Linked DNA regions of Mus musculus: region 2 is linked to region 1. Evidence: chromatin contacts called from public promoter capture Hi-C data. All regions are on one chromosome and are shown on one strand. Each heading gives the region's core, a stretch centred on a gene start, on an enhancer-like site or on the middle of the called end of the contact. The rest is flanking DNA. Distances are from core to core; before and after follow the strand shown.

What was found. Promoter capture Hi-C pulls out the DNA fragments that hold promoters and counts their contacts.
Region 2: a contact with region 1 is called in a promoter capture Hi-C map of liver, with 2.6 times the contacts expected there. The contact joins the enhancer-like site here to the promoter of Bdh2 in region 1. A contact is called at or near these places in 6 of 39 promoter capture datasets (the HPC-7 cell line, HPC-7-derived erythroid cells, cranial neural crest and 3 more), 7 of 484 Hi-C or Micro-C datasets (CD4 T cells, CD8 T cells, the G1E-ER4 cell line and 2 more) and 2 of 9 other capture datasets (adipose tissue and liver).

Annotation. Positions count from the first base shown.
Region 1 is chr3:135,278,104-135,283,521 of GRCm38.p6, forward strand. Bdh2 (3-hydroxybutyrate dehydrogenase, type 2) reads left to right here and starts at 3,118. Exons shown (of 10, transcript NM_001172055.1): 1 at 3,118-3,265. Gm46826 (a long non-coding RNA gene) reads right to left here. Exons shown (of 3, transcript XR_001783991.2): 2 at 5,062-5,239; 3 at 4,329-4,670.
Region 2 is chr3:135,927,529-135,932,946 of GRCm38.p6, forward strand. Gm31243 (a long non-coding RNA gene) reads left to right here. Exons shown (of 3, transcript XR_867649.1): 2 at 699-805; 3 at 1,210-2,389. Among named protein-coding and RNA genes, the nearest start is that of Gm31243, 28 kb to the left of the region's middle. Within about 2 kb of position 3,188, at least 2 of the 459 cell types and tissues checked have an H3K27ac peak or open chromatin away from gene starts, as enhancers often do. A contact at or near this core is called in liver, where this site is marked.

The sequences.
Region 1 (5,418 bases), core at 1,868-4,367:
GGATCAAGGCCTCTCCTCCCATTGATGCAAGACAAGGCCATCCTCTGCTACATATGCTACTGGAGCCATGGGTCCCTCCATGTGTACTCTTTGGTTGGTGGTTTAGTCCCTGGGAGCTCTGAGGGTACTGGTTGTTCCTCCTATGGGGCTGCAAACTCCTTCAGCTCCTTGGGTCCTTTCTCTAGTAGAGCAACCTTTTAAAACAAAAACACCCAAATTAGGTAGGGTAGGGGAAGCCAACCAGGTACATGCATGTTGTACATTTCTAACTGTCTTTCACACCTGGCATCTTAAGTGGGTTACTACCTATAAAATACCTCAGATGGCTTCCCTGGTCATTTAACCTGGCTTGACACCAGCCAATCTGCCTCTTTTACAGCTACTGCGTTTCACTCCTGACTGGGTGCTAATCAACAAAACCTTAGTCTTCCGTTCATTTGGGGCACCTGGGGCCAGAAATTGTTTCTGGGAATTTAGCTGCTCCTTATAAATACAAGATTATACAAGATGGGGTCTCTAAGGCTAAAGTGGCTTCCCACATCTACTCACCCCTGACAGGAAGTCCATGACAAACCAAAATATAGTTATCACCAAAGTATAGCCCAGTGAACCATGACTTTGACCTGGGGTTACTTATACAGATATGGGTGAGAAGTTCCTTACAGGAGCAGAGATGGCTTGAAGGCAGTTGGATCCCCAAGGCTTACCCCAACCTCAGCACAGATGGCAGCTCACAAAAGGTAGGAACCTGGAACACACTGAATGGTCTACAGGCTACTCAGTAGGCTGGAAGGTGTCTCTTCCAAGTGACTAGTCTAAGCCTCTTCCAGTATTTTGGCTAGGTTTTGCTTCTTCTAGGCACCAGGTCTGGTCTTAGAATCTCCTTTTCAGCTTGTCTTTTCTGAGTCTTATCCACAGCTTGGCTTGTCTAAGTGTTGTCTTGATGAGTTAACTACTCTTGTGAGAGGGACTCAGGCTTTTATTGCTCACTCTGGCAGGGTGCCTAGTGAATCTGCTCGGTTTCAGGGACTTCCTGGAACTACTTTGAATTGTTTACCTTCCTGTTTAAGGAGCTTCCTTGCAGGGTGGAATGTTTCAATCTCAGAGGAAACTGCTACACAACAAACTTGTGTTAACAAAATGACAGGCTTTGTTTCTTACCTTTAAAGTGTCAATTTAGGGTTGGAGAAAGGGCTCAGTGAGTTGAGTGACTGTCACACAAACATGAGGACTTTCTGATCCCCAGCACCTGCATAAAGACCCAAGCATGTGCCATGTGGCACGCTAGTCAAGTGCTACTGAGGTCTGACAAGCTCATCCCTGGGGCTGGCTCTCCTGCCACCCCAACCTACTAGGTGAGTTCAGGCCATTGAGATCCTGTGTGAAAAAGCAAGCTGGGTAGCTTCCACAGAACAATACCAACTGCCCTCTGCCTTCCATGTTTACCTAAACACATACACAATTTTAAATGTTTACGTTAATCCTAAGTCATAACTCCTTGTAAAACAGTTTGAGTTTGGGGCAGGGGTCCTGCTTTTGTTCAGGATTGAAACCACATACTTCTGAAAGTGAATCTTCTTCCTTTGAGATTAGGTCTTACTATGAAACCTACTTTGTCCTCGTTAATCTCCTACCTCAGCCTCCCAAGTACAGGGACTACAGATAGGTCCCTTATTTGGGGGAGAGAGGCAGAGACAGAGACAGAAGTTAATCCTGGAGCACTCTCATAGTCATTAAAAGCAAACGCCTTTCAAAGCCCTGGCAAGTTGAGGGAAAGACAAGTCTATTAGAGCAAGGAGCACACACAGAAGTGTCTGCTGTAATAAGCTGCCGTTTATCCTGCAGGTGTGTGGCAGACGCTGGGCTTCACCTGCACACCATGTCCCCTCCTCACCACCCTGGCAGAGCCGCTGTTTCCTTCTCCTCCATATAAGAACGCAGAGCCGCTGTTTCCTTCTCCTCCATATAAGAACGCTGTAGGTTGGCCAGTTTACAGGTCCTGCTTACTCAGCTATTTCAGGGAGACATAGGATTTATGTCTTTTTATTTTTAAACTGGGCTCTTTTTTCCCCTTTGAGGGGGTCAGCTGTTCTGAATAAGGGTCTTCTGTAGTCCAGGCTGGCTGTGAAGTTCTAAGCAAACTTTGTGATGCTCTTACATCTATTTGTGCTCGGTGCTAGCACTCTGGGCTTTATACCGTGCTAGAGACTGAAGCCAGGGCCTGAGGCAGGAGCTTGAGGGAGGAACAGAAAGCACCCACACACTGAGCAGCACAGGAAGCCACCCTGTGCCTGCCTTAAAGGACCAGCTCTCTGTCTTGCTCTGCTCCGTCCAACCCACGTGCATCCAACTGACTGACTGTGAAACCCACACTTTAGGAGCCACTCAGAAAGAGGAGCAGAACCCAGAACCTTCTGGGAGGCATCACTTTTCTCTTCAAGAAGGAAGCCCTCAGAAAGTACAGCCTGCGTCCCCAGCAGACCTGCATGGCTGGCCAGCCCAGGTGACAAAGGAGGCTCGCAATCTGATAGCTTTGTTTTGTAGCCTTTGCAGTGCCAGAGCCCATGGCAAAGTGTGCCAAATGTGTCGAGCCCCTGGATTTATGCAGGACATTCACACATGACCTCCATGATCACTGTGACACTAGCCAGGTTAACTCACAAGTCTCCGACCCAGCCAAGACCTAGCCCTTTCCTCGTGGCTCCTGTAGTCTTCAACCAACTTGATTGCATGATATTTTGCTCTGTTCATTTCAAGATTCCCATCCTAGCTGGGTGTGCTCCTCGGCTCAGGCCCAGTGCACTCAGGATGCCAGCATTCTGCAGCTGAGGGATTAACGTCAGAAACAAGACTTTAGCCCCAAGGAAGTTTTCTTTTCCCCGCTCAAAGCAATCTGGGTTAAGAGCTAGGAAGACCAGAGTATTTAGTGCCTCGGGTCCCTTGTGTGTTTTCCAGCAGCCTTCCACCTTCCTGGCCATTGGATCTGGCCTGCTAAGTAACTTGCACAAACAAAAGACAGGCCTTTGTTTGGCGTTCACAGTTCCACGTTCTGATCACTAGATGGCAGCATGGACACATCTAAAGTGCACGGCTGTGGCAAACACTTCTTAAAAGCTTACTTAACAGGCATTAGCAAAAGGACTCGGAGGGGACCTGAACTCCACCTCCCAGCGTGCATTAATCAGCATGTGACTTCTCCTGCGCAGAGATCTGAAGTTTGTCTCCTGAAGGAATCTGGAGGACTGTGTGGACTCACTCTTCTAAAGTAAGATATTTTTTTCTAATCACTTTCGACAAAACTTTTGGGGACTGAGAGTTGTAGCTTGTGTTGCCATCTTCTCCATATCGCCGAGTTGAAGATGCATCTTCAGTTAGTGTGGGAGTTGGGAATCCTCTTGTATTTATTAGAGTTTGAAAATAGCCAAAGAAAGACAACTGTTCCAGTATCTGTCCTAAGTAAACTGGCTCGTGAAAATATTTGGAATTCCAGAAAATACTCTGAGCCTTTTTCTAGTAAAAAGAAATTTAGGGTTTTAGTACAATCTTTAGAAGTAGGAAAGTCATTATGTTAAGAGTGGGTTAAGTTTACAATTTCTGGACGTATTCCCACTCTAAACCCCACCCTGTTACCCCCCCTCCCCAAAAAAAAAACAAAAACAAAAAAACAAAAAAACCCATGTTGCCTTGAGACTGCTTGGAGGTCAGCTGGAGAAAGGTTTAGAAGTAAACAGAAACTAAATTTTGTGCCTGGTTGCTTCTGGGTGGTCTCGGGGGTCATGGAGGTGCTTAAGAGAGCACTGAGCAGGTGCCTTCACTGATTCTCAACCTGTGGGTCGCGACCCCCACGCCTAGGTTCTATCTAATTAGATATTCTGAATGTCAGGTGTTTACATTATGGTTCATAACAGCACCAAAATTACAGTTGTGAAGTAGCAACAAAAATATGGGTCACCACAACATGAAGAACTGCGTTAAAGTGTCGCTGCATTAGGACGGTTGAGAACCAGGGCTTTGGTGGGCGAATACCCAGGGTCCCTTAGTGAAGGCCCTGGACTGTGAGTTTCTTATGCTGTACTCAGGGTCGGGGGAGGCAGGGACGGCTCATCCCTTCCTAAAAGCACAAGTTAGCTTTCTCTCAACTCCTACCACACTCTAAGTGAAATTTCTCTCTGCGTGCTACTGGTAAAAAGCAAAGCAAAGCGTACTGCATCAGAATTGGGGAGACGCCATGAAGCCAGATCCTGTTACCCAGCATGTGCGCATGATTGGATCACAGAGTGGGGGTCATCAGTTGGCTTCAGAAGCCCCTCTTACCGTGTGACTGTGTCGGGCTGGATCTCAGAGGAAGGCTCTAATAGGAACCTAACAGGATGGCTTTTATTAGGGGAGATACTGTTGTGGGAGAAAATGACAAGGAACCAGGTGACGATGGGAGAGACTTCAGATGGATCGAGGCAGGGAGAAGGCAGAAGTGGATTTGGGGGTGGGGGCACCCTGAATGCTTCCTTCAGTAGGGTGGGGCTGGGGACCCTAAGGAGGCTAGGGAGAAAGAGTTCTGTACGTCATCCATCACGGTCTGCTCCAGGGTGGGAACAAAGAACAAAGGTGTCCTCCGGGTCAATGGAACCTCAGTCCTGCTGGAGGTGGGAGACTGCAGCATTCTCTTGAACCTGTGATTGGAAGGCATTGTATTGATATGATGATAGCTGACTTAGCCTCACCCTCACAGGAGACCAGGCTCTGTCTGTCATCTGTGAAGCACTGCCCACCCCCACCCCCTCCCCATCCCTGCTTCCTTGCCAGCTACTTCTAGACAACTGCACCCATTTCCTGATCCCAATCCCTAATGGCCACTGCCAGCTCCGTTCTGGCAAATCTGAAAATCTCCCATGCTTTCCCCAACTCTTTCAGTGCCAGCTGCGGACATGAAGACCTAGCACTACAACCCCTGGAGTTAGGACCAAGTATGGAGGACTGGAAAGTCGAAAGGGTACAGTGGGGATGCGGGGGCAGGGAGCACAGCTATGGGAGGAACAAAAGCAAAAACACCTAACAGCTTACCTAGAGAACAGGTCAAGTCAAAGGAGAGGACAAAGGGGGTGCTGGAGAGAAGGTCCATCAGTTAAGATCTCTAACTGCTCTGCCAAAGGACCTGGGTTCAATTCCCATCATCCATGTGCCGCTCACAACTGTCAGTAATTCCAGGGGCAGGAGATCTGACACCCTCACACAGACACACCTGCAGGCAGAACACAAAGGACTTGCTAGCTGTCGACCCCAGGCACCCCATCCAGCCAAGATGGCGTCCCGGGTGCTTTATTGAGGGTGGATGGGCAGAAGGAATGTCAGGACTCCACACTCACAGACATATTTCCCTCCTGCCCCTCCCTGTATGGAGGCTGCAGCAAACCAACTGTC
Region 2 (5,418 bases), core at 1,938-4,437, 650 kb after region 1:
CTAAGAATCTCTTCTACATCTCAAAAGGAACTTTCTCTCCTGCCCTTATTCAGTGTATTAACATTTTGTGTACATAATCACATGGAAAAAAAAACCCACCTACACATACAGGAAACAGAATACTTCACTGGGTTTGGAATCATTCGACAAAGAAATGATATCCCAGCTCCATTTTATAGACCTTGAAAAAGTTGAAGATAATGATTTTCCTGGTGCTCATGTTATATGTATAAAAACTTCCCTTCCCATACTAATTGGAATCCATGTTTATGTTCCCTCATTAAAATTTTTCTTTATGCATGATCTACTTTTATTTTTCTAAAGAAAATTTAAATTTTCCACGGTAGCTGCTCTTCGGAGTTGGCCAGACTCAGTCTGATATACTGCCAAGCAACCGATTCCTCTTACTCAGTTCTTTTAGTGGATGGATTCCCTAAAGTTGCTTTTCTGAAAGGAGAACTGAGTGTCCTCTCTTTTTAAGCCAATCATGCTCACAGCTCTGATTCATGAGAACAGTTCATGCTACCTGCAGAACTACAATTAAGTGGCCATCTCCAGTTATGCCGTGTTGTAAGGAGAATGGCTATAAAGTTTTAAAATGATGTTAATTTGTACTGTCTTATGGTTAAAATGGACAGCAATGTACTGGCGATCAGCTTATAGAACCTCTGTATCCCTTTGGATTTCTATTTTTCTAGGTGTCTTAAATTCCAAATGCAAGACCGCAGGCACGCTGACAGAATCATGGGAGTGAACTATGATTACCTGGCGTGCTGTGCACTGCATGCTGACAAGCATCGGAAAGGTAGGAGAAACAAACTAGACCAAAACAACTTTGACAGAAGCCCCCTGCAGGGCAAATGAGGATGGTGCAGTCTATCAATTTTCTGAGTAAGTGTGTACAGCTTCAAGTGATTTATTGAAAATTACATACCCTACATCTGAGGGTGCAAACAGGTCCTTTTTTTTTTAACACTTTAATGGTGGAAAAAGGGATTTTGTAGGTGCTGGGTAAGTGGAAATAAATACTAAATAATTTAATTAGAATTCAATCTAAATTCATACTGAAACTTGAAAACAGGAGTCTACCCAACAATAACACAAGAGGTCTTGTTTGAATAGGCAACGACTCTCCAGTTTTGGAGGATGTATTTATTGATTCATTGTTCATTTTCCTTCCTTCTTCGCTGTATGCTCTTCACCCCTTAGGTTCTCCGTTCTTCTGGGTGATAACGATGCCGGGAAGAGGAAGCCAGGGATCTGTCAGCGAGCTTCCTGATTGGGGTCCCTGCTCAAAGCAGGAATGGAGTTAGCACCCCATCCCTAGTCCCCTAGGCTGGGTTGGTTAGTGCTGATTACCAGCTTGTGCTCTCGGTCCTCTCCAGAGCAACCCGTGCCCATCTGAGCACTCTCGGCCCTCCTCACTAAGAGTGAAAAAAGGCACGGTTAAAAATTGAAAAAAAAAAAAAAAAACTACTAGAAACCATCATAACATTAAAAACTATTCCAGTTACATTAGCTACTTATCTGGTTTCTGCTACAAGTATCTGACTCCTGTAATTTAGGAAGGCAGGCAGGCTTTATTTTGGTTTGCGGTCCGAGAGTGCAATCTTTCTGTAACCGTGGGGATTAGAGGGAGTGGGTCACACAGCAGCCTCCGTGAGGAAGGCGGCATCTACTGTGCTCAACTCCGCTTCTGCTTTTACTTGGTCGAGGATCTAAGGGATGGAAAGGCACTGTCCCCGTAGGTGGATCTTCCCACCCCACGTGGCCTAATATAGACAATCTCTTGAAGGCTTCCTCAGACGTCTGTCTCCTACAGCATTCTAGATCTCATAAAGTAGACAGTCAAGATTAAGCAGTGCTGCTCCAGTCTACTGTGTGGGTTGGGGGGTTGAGCTCAGGAGAACAGGTGTGGTGGCAAGCCCTGGACCCACTCATCCATCTTGCTAGCCCTCTGCCTGCCTAAATACTATAGAGAGTTTTTTCTTCTTTAAATTAAAGTAATATTTAAACTTTAGCAATAATATGATCTGGCGCGCGCGCACACACACACACACACACACACACATTTTTATTTTTTTGGAGGAAAATAACCAAGCAGTAAATATTTTGGGTTGTGGGCTACATAGAGTCTTATTGCAACTATTCATCTTTGGTGGTACAGTATAAACGCAGCCATAATCAATATGTAAACACACAGATACTGAAATTTTACTTCATATAAATTTTAAAGCACAAAATAATACTTTCAATGGTATTTTTGAGCCAGATTTGACTTATGGGCTAATCCCAAATTTAGTAAGTACAAAATAATGTCTCTCTCTTTTTTTTTCTCCCTTTCACTCTTTTAATGGCACCTACCGCTCGTGTCTCTAGCTGCATATGTATCAGAAGATGGCTTAGTTGGCCATCAGTGGAAAGAGAGGCCCATTGGTCTTGCAAACTTTATATGCCTCAGTACAGGGGAACACCAGGGCCAAAAAGTGGGTGTGGGTGGGTAGGGGAGTTGCAGGGGGGTATGGAGGACTTTTGGGATAGCATTGGAAATGTAAATGAAGAAAATACCTAATAAAAAATAATACAAAATATGGATTTTAGCTGTTGCCTTTGTTTCTTCTTTTCATATGTTTGTTTGTTTTGTTTTGTTTTTAGTTTTCTGGAACAGGGTTTCTCTGTGTAGCCCTGGTTCTCCTGGAACTTGTTCTGTAAACCAGGCTGGCCTGGAACTTTTAAAGAGATCTGCCTGCCTCTGCCTCCCAAGTGCTGGGAATAAAGTTGTGTGCCATGTCTGCCTGACTTCTTTTCTCTTTTACAACATATTAAAGACAGATTAATTATCACATCAGGTGAACAGATTCATGGACCAAAGAGAGGATTTTAAATAAGAAAAAAAAAAAAACCACCAAAAACCAAAAACCCCAAACCAACCAAACAAAAAAACCTCCAGATGAGAGAGACTATGGTTGGCTCGCTCAGTACTGTCTCTAACCACTCTTTGCATTACCTTCATCTGCCAAGATAAGAAAACCAAACACTGGCCTGCAGGAGAGTTGTGGAGCCTGACTAAGTGACTCAATCATAACTAATGAGACTGGGAAAGCCGTCCTCCTGAGGACTTCTGAGAAGACTCTGCCTGTCCAGCAGAGGAAGGTCCTCTGCCTTACTCCCTTCTCTCTGTGCTTCCACGGGATGGGGGGAGGAGTCACTACCTTCCTACCACTGGGGAGAAATAGGTAGTTGGGAAAAGAGGCCTTTGACCCTCATTTGCACTCTCTTGTCTTCCATTTTATTTTTATTTTATGTATAAGGGTCTTCTGTTTGCATATATGTCTGCACCATATTTTTGAAGTGGCCAAGGAGGCCAGAAGAAGTTGTTGGATCTCCTGGGACTAGAGTTACAGGTTGTTGGGGCTGCCAGGAACCAGGTAGGTGCTCAGAATCAACCCTGGACCCTCTGCAAAAGCAACCAGAGTTCTTTACTGCTGAGCCATCCCTCTGGCTCTACTTTGAACTTTTGAGTTGATTCTGTAATTCCCGTCAATCTTTTACTATAAAATAAACAGGCTAACTTGTGTAAGCCACATGTAACGAGTTTTTCTGTAACAGGAGAATTCCTAACTGACTCAGCTAGGGAATCGGGCTTTTGCAGCAGAAAATACATTTGCATAAGTTCTACTAGAAAAAGCACAAAAAGTATGATGTCTTCAATAAAGAATGCAGTAGGGGGGTTAAGTAGCCAGGTGACAACAATGTAAATAAACTACCAGGTTAGATAATCAAGCCTTTCTGAGAGACATCAGGAAGGGGATAAATATACTGACATAACACAAAACTAAGAGCTCTGGGAAATATGGGCAGAAGCACTAATATCTAAGTGAGAATTATTTCTAACGGAAAAGCTATCCTAGTGAGAAAACAAAACAAAGATACTCATACAATTAAAGAGAAGGCTTTATGCAGTGTAAAACAGAATAGCTTTAAAAAAAAAGATTTAGATATGTATAGGATCCAAGCCTAAGAAAATTTCAAACAGCTTCAAAAACTAAACATATATTTCCCAATTCTTCTTGGTAGTGATGATTGAGTCCAGGGCCTCACATACTCTAAACACATATTATGTGCCACTGATATATATAAGCACATATTATATATCACTGTCATATATAAGGATATATTATATACCACTGTTATATATAAGCACATATTATATACCGCTGTCATATATAAGTATATATTATGTGCCACTGTCAAATATAAGCACATATTATGTACCATTGTCATATATAAGCACATATTATATATCACTATTATAAACACATATTCTACTCTTCCATATAAGCACATATTATATACCACTGTAATATATAAACACATATGATATGCCATTGTCATACATAAGCACATATATACCACTGTTGTGTATAAACACATATTATATGCCACTGTCATATATAAGCTTGTATCACATGTCACTGAGTTGCACCTGAGTCCCAAGAATACTGTTTCAGGGTGTGGAGTAGAAAATATTTAGGTCTAGACTTTTCCTCCAGTAGATTATCATTTTGATGCATTAAGTAAGTGCTTTATAAAGTTTATAATGAAATGATTCTTTAAAAACACAATCTAGGGTAAATATTGGAAAAAAGGAACAATGAGGCAAAGTTTGCCTACATATATTTTTATAAAATTTCATTGTGACCCATTTCTGCTCATTTATTTATGTATCATCTATGGCTTTGTTCCTGCTAGCATAGCAGAATGACAGAGTTGAGTAGCTATGACAAAGAATGTGTGTTCTACAAGCCAAAAAATTTTACTCCTTTTAAAAGAGTTGGCCAATCTGCTCTAGAATAAAATATTTAAACAAGAAAAGAAATCAAAAGTATTTAACAGAAAGCAATTCAGAATGAGTGAGTAACTTGGTGACATTTCTCTGTTTAAATAATGAAGGGCCAAAACAAATTTAAACATATTCCCAAAGTCTAGAATTAGAGTATTTTACATCCAAATGCCACATAAATAGGAGGGAAGATTACATGTTTGTAGTTGTGTTTGGCTTCTTTGTGCAGCACATTGGGTTTGTTTTTAACAACAGCATCACTGCTATAAAGGTATTCAGATACCTTTACATGCAGAGATAATTAGAGCTCAAGTGTGGTAGAGAGTGTTGGAGAAGGTTGAGATAGGGGATTTTATATGCTTCCAAGATGCCCAAGTTATTAAAAGAGTAGTCAGTGTGGACACATAGCCGGCTACCTGCCCCAGCTCTGGGAAACCCACTAGGCTTAAAATTTTTCATTTAAAAATGAAAAGTTCTTGAGGTAGATGTTTCTGTAAGCCATGTAACTTCTCTGTGAGGAAGGTCCCACTTTAAACAGGGGTGATGTAGCTATGAATGGGTTTGCAACTTATAGG